Linked DNA regions of Tachysurus vachellii: region 2 is linked to region 1. The links are chromatin contacts, called in public Hi-C maps. All regions are on one chromosome and are shown on one strand. Each heading gives the region's core, a stretch centred on a gene start, on an enhancer-like site or on the middle of the called end of the contact. The rest is flanking DNA. Distances are from core to core; before and after follow the strand shown.

The links. Hi-C and Micro-C count contacts between places; a contact is called where the count stands out from the background.
Region 2: a Hi-C map of blood shows a contact between it and region 1, with 8 times the contacts expected there. The contact joins the promoter of LOC132854806 here to the promoter of tbc1d7 in region 1. A contact is called at or near these places in 3 of 3 Hi-C or Micro-C datasets (blood and muscle).

The regions. Positions count from the first base shown.
Region 1 is chr12:5,534,718-5,537,674 of HZAU_Pvac_v1, forward strand. tbc1d7 (TBC1 domain family, member 7) reads right to left here and starts at 1,466. Exons shown (of 9, transcript XM_060883382.1): 1 at 1,325-1,466.
Region 2 is chr12:6,230,352-6,233,186 of HZAU_Pvac_v1, forward strand. It overlaps LOC132854806 (zinc finger protein 239-like), which reads left to right and starts at 1,394. Exons shown (of 2, transcript XM_060883425.1): 1 at 1,394-1,449.

The DNA.
Region 1 (2,957 bases), core at 216-2,715:
GGTTTGTTTTTTATTTTACAGATGTATCTCAGTCTACCTCAGTTTTATTTATGTTTACAAAACACTGCACATATTTTAAAACACTTTATTCACCAGAAGGTGAACAGCTAGTGAACCTCCTAGCACTAAATTTTGCACTAAATTTCTCAGGTTTCTCTATGTTTATATTTAACACTTTGCACTATTTTATTACACTTTATTAAGCATTTCTTACATTTTCTTTCATTTTGTACCTTAAATGTTAAGAGATCATTGTTAAGTGTTCAGTGTGACTTTAGACTTATGTTTACATTTTAATTATTTGAATTTTCCTGGTTGTTGACATTTCTGTCTTAATAACTGAGGGGATTACGATCAGAGGAAGGTTAAGTTTAAAATAAAAATGTTTAAATGGAATATATTTTTCTCCTGGTCCTTATTTTAAACGAGTCATAAAAAATATCAATAATTATCGATATCGACCGATATGAAACACTGATATCGTGATACAGTTTTCAGCCATATCGCCCAGCCCTAGTATAAATGTATAAACAATGCCAGGAACAATCTGTGTGTCATTTGTAACTTGAATGCTTTTGCAAGGCATTTTATATAAACAAAACTGACATAAATATATACATACACACACTTCTTTTTGGAAATGTTTGAATTAAGAAGTAATTAAATTATATTTATCATAATCAAGCAGTCAATCCTGAAGCATTTTAGCCATAATTAACACTTAAAATCTGATAGACAAAATTAATTTAGTTTTTAATGTTCTGGTGTTGTTATGTTTCGTATATATCAAGATTCAGACTAATATATAATTATTATAATTATTATTTAAAAAGGTTAAAATCATACAAATCAAAGAAATCAACATCCGGTGCAAAAGCGCTGCTATTATCATTATTGTTGTTACTTATTTATTTTAACTTACGTCCATTTGAACTAGTGAAAGAAGGCTGTCAATCTAGCCAAGCTAAAGGCTAAAGCTAAAGGCTAAAGCTAAAGGCTAAAGCTAAAGGCTAAAGCTAAAGGCTAAAGCTAAAGGCTAAAGCTAAAGGCTAAAGCTAAAGGCTAAAGCTAAAGGCTAAAGCTAAAGGCTAAAGCTAAAGGCTAAAGCTAAAGGCTAAAGCTAAAGGCTAAAGCTAAAGGCTAAAGCTAAAGGCTAAAGCTAAAGGCTAAAGCTAAAGGCTAAAGCTAAAGGCTAAAGCTAATATAAAGCAATTTATGTGCATGTTTTACGAAACTAGTCCATCACCGTCCGTCCTCCTAAATATGTTATTACAAATTTTCAAGATAAAACCGTATCAACGGATCAAACTATGTTGAAACCTACCACTTTTCCGCCCCAGGTACAGGCCGTGATGTGATCCTCGGGTTTTCCCAGCTTTCAAACCGCAGCTTTCGTGCGTCTTTTCCCTGCAATTCTGAGCTGTTCCTCCATGTCGTCTACATCCGCACTGAAGCACTATACTTTGGACGAGTAATGCCCAGTCTATAGTATGGCAATCCAAAAGGGTCATAAACTTCAAATGTATTCCATTCACACACTGTGCATCTTAATCTCACAGGCTAATTTGTTTACATATCAAAACATGTTCCTTGTTAAAAAAAAGACTGTCTGAAGGCAGAATAGACATCTAGAAGAATAGATTTTTATCCAAATAGAAAATAGTGGTAAATTGATGACAGGCTTTTCTTTTCTGTTGTTTTTTTACCCCAGAAATCATTCCTAGCAATTTTGGATAACTTTTTCCAAAATGCTTCAAAATACTACCATTGTGGAAGTAGATACAATAGACATAAAGACGATACAGATGATTCCAACTCAACACCATCACTTGTTTTGCATCCACAGATCTGGTTCTTAAAAGGATGATAATCTCACCTAGACATTGTAAAGTTGTTCTGTACATAAGAACTGTTGCTGAACTGAACATACATTTAACACACTTAGTACTGTTGGACTATAATATTTATAATATACAATTGTGAAATAATATTGACTTCTAATTCCAGGATCAACAAAGATGGATTCCCTTTAAATCTACTTCCTTTTCAAGGATTTTTCTGCATATCATTTTAGTGACTTTTTCCATGCATCTGTTGCCTTTGGCTTGCCCATTAGGGATCAACATCTAGATTGCAATTAAACTATTTTGTGACTATGTTGATTGTTAAAAGCACTTTAATAATATTACACAATAAACAATTGTGGAAGAGTTAGAATATAAATTCCATTATCTGGTGTCACCCAGAGGAGGATGGGTTCCCTTTTGAGTCTAGTTCCATCACAAGATTTCTTCCTCAAGCCGTCTTAAGGAGTCTTCTCTTCACTCTGTTGACACTGGTTTGCTCATTAAGGATCTAAATATAAATCACCATCTGCTCTACTGTGCAACTGCTACATGAGTAGGTCTATTGTTAAAAGTTCTATAGAAATAAAATAAAAATGATTTCATCTAGCATTATTAAACACGTTCCACGGGTGAGCCGTACCTCGTGTCATGTATGTCACTGACTGGAGTATTGTGCTTCAAATGTGTACAGTCCCTAAATCCAATATATTTTCCGTTTTATTTGCTTTCATTTTTTTTATGTTTACTTTAACTAAAAAAGTGTTTTATTTTATTATCTGAAAATTGGTTGGTGGAATCACTTACTGTCATCTTAAACCAGTATGAGTATTCTCTTCCAGGGTCCTGTCAGCAACATGGCATATCAAAGCTAATAGTTTTCCACCACCATATCATGGTTACCGAGTTCCTGTCTGTCCTATCTGTTCCTCTGTCGTCTTTCACATTTCAGTCGATTGCTGTTTTGCAAAATACATTACAATACCTCATGTAACTGCTGCTATAATACTAATGAGTTCATTCCAGTATTTTTGCACACGCAATATTGAACATACAGTATTTACACTGGTCGGCACTGCTTTTGTGTATTGTCTTGTATTTTTTGTCTTGCAC
Region 2 (2,835 bases), core at 144-2,643, 700 kb after region 1:
TCGGCCTATGGTTGCTGTTACACATTTGTTGCAAACACTAAATAATAGTGGTCTGTGTAAACATGAACTGGAGCAAACCTACTAAATAGTTTAGCTAACTATTATAGTTTAGTCTGGATAACGTAGATTATTAAATAGTTATGAAGGTAAAGTCAAAGTTTTTGATTTGTGCCACATGATGAAAAGGACACCAGATCAGATCACCAGTGGAAAGATTTAAGAGAGACAGAACTTGTTGCCAGTCAACGAACAGAGTGCACGGAGGTTTAATTGATTGGTAATAGTAACCTAATGTCCGAATGACCCTTAATTTGCTGGAAGTGAACAATATTTAATGGACCACTAGAAAAGTCAGACCTTTTGTCAGAGTCAGACCACAGTTCGGCTCAAGCCCAGCCATTTTTAGGGTCATGATTGAGGACAATGTCCAGTCCAGAGACAAGCTGTTTCGTGTTGAGGTTTTTTTTACAAACCGACCATCGAAAATACCCTCGCTATTTTTTTTTTTCATTGGTTGTTGCGTTAAATCTTACCCAAATAGTGCTATTTTCTGATTGGCTATTGTGTAGCCTCTTTTTTTTGATTGGCTAATAAGTGTCAGGGTCGACTAAGAACTGAGACGCGCTTGATTCCTGCCCGTTTCCATAGAGACAGCGGTGCGGACTGATACATTTTGTGCGCTGCGGCTTATTAAATATATGATAAATTTTCAAAAAGTTTTTCTGCGTGAGAAATACGATGTGTGGCGGGAGCGTGAGAAAAGACCGAAATGCGTGACTGTCACTCTCAGTGCGTGACTGTCACTCTCAGTGCGTGACTGTCACTCTCAGTGCGTGACTGTCACTCTCAGTGCGTGACTGTCACTCTCAGTGCGTGACTGTCACTCTCAGTGCGTGACTGTCACTCTCAGTGCGTGACTGTCACTCTCAGTGCGTGACTGTCACTCTCAGTGCGTGACTGTCACTCTCAATGCGTGACTGTCACTCTCAGTGCGTGACTGTCACTCTCAATGCGTGACTGTCACTCTCAATGCTTGACACTTGACAGCCCTGCAACTTTTTTAAAACACTAAACGGAATTGGATTTATCTCAACTTTAGATTTAGTATATAAACCACAATAATCTAAGCGTTTAACAATAAGAGCAATAAGAGCTAAAAACCTTTTACTCTGCTTAATGGAGCACATTAACCACTGTGAGAAATATGAAATGTTCTAAAATGTGTGTTTTTGTGTTAATAATTAACTTTGACTGCTTCATTCACGTATTATATTGTTAAAAACATTTGTTCAATGTGAAATGATTTAAAAACAACAACTACAACGACGACAATTAATCAAATATCGAATTTTCCAACGCGGTAGGAACCATTGTTCGGAATTAGTGGTTCCGGACCTATTTTATTGACACAGACTGTGGGCGTCCACAATCCTACTCTAACACAACACGGTAAGAAAGTTTAGCTTTAGCTTTAGCTTTAGCTTTAGCTTTAGCTTTAGCTTTAGCTTTAGCTTTAGCTTTAGCTTTAGCTTTAGCTTTAGCTTTAGCTTTAGCTTTAGCTTTAGCTTTAGCTTTAGCTTTAGCTTTAGCTTTAGCTTTAGCTTTAGCTTTAGCTTTAGCTTTAGCTTTAGCTTTAGCTTTAGCTTTAGCTTTATTTAGTTATCTTCGACTAGTTATCGCTAACAGTGAAAGCAAACAAAAAGATCTCCGTCCCGACTCTCTCCAGTAATGTTGTACAGTCGCTGTATGAAACATGGGAGATGATCTGAAGCCTGTATGTTGGTCAAACAATACAGCAATAAAAATACAATGGAGATAATTCACCAATCTTTGTCTTTTGTGTACAGTGTTATTTATATGAGCAGTAGTCTTAATTGTGTATCTGTTAAATGTGCTGAATGCTAGACTAGGACTTATTTTTATCCAGTACAGCCATGGCAAGGCATGATGCTCAGTTTAGTGTATAAACTCCTTGCAAGTCAAGTCAAGAAGCTTTTATTGTCATTTCAACCATATATAGCTGAAATGGGACAACGTCTCTCCATGATTGTGGTGCTACATAAAACAAAGACAGGGCTAAGGACTTAGTAAGTAGTCCTAGCCACATAATGTGCAACTGTGCAACCTGGTGCAAACAGTGCAGGACAAGACAGACAAGACAGTGCAGGACAAACGACAGTGCAGACGAAAAGTTACAAGACAATACACAAAAGACAAACAAACAGCGCTGACCGGTGTAAATACTGTATGTTCAGACAATATTGCGTGCAGTAATACTAGAATGAACACAGTTACTTAGCAGCAGGTCCCTGAGATAATGTATAGGATTTGTGCAAACACAGAAAACGACTGAAATATATTGTACAGTATGTGCAAAACGACGGAAATGTAAGACAGTGTGTGCAAATAGCAAAAAAGTGTGCAAAAACAGCATGTAAACAGTTTGATGGACGTAAGCAGCATGTAAACAGGTTGATGGATGTATATTGGAAGTGTGTGTATTGGTGTAGGTCTGTGCAGTCCATACAGATGATGTGCGTGTGTATGTTGTGCTCAGTACAGTTCAGTTATTGAGATGTCTGATTCACAGTATAATGCAGAATGGTCCAGTGTGTTGGGATACCAATTGAAGGTTGTGAGTTCGAATGCCAGATCCACCAGTCTGCCACTGTTGGGCCCATGAGCAAGGCCCTTAACCCTCAATTGCTCAGTTGTATGAAAAAATGAGATAATGTAAGTTGCTCTGGATATAAGGGTGTCTGCTAAATGCTGTAAATGAAAATGTAAAATTAACGGCAAGATAAAAATTGAGTTGAACGATAGATCTGCTTCAAT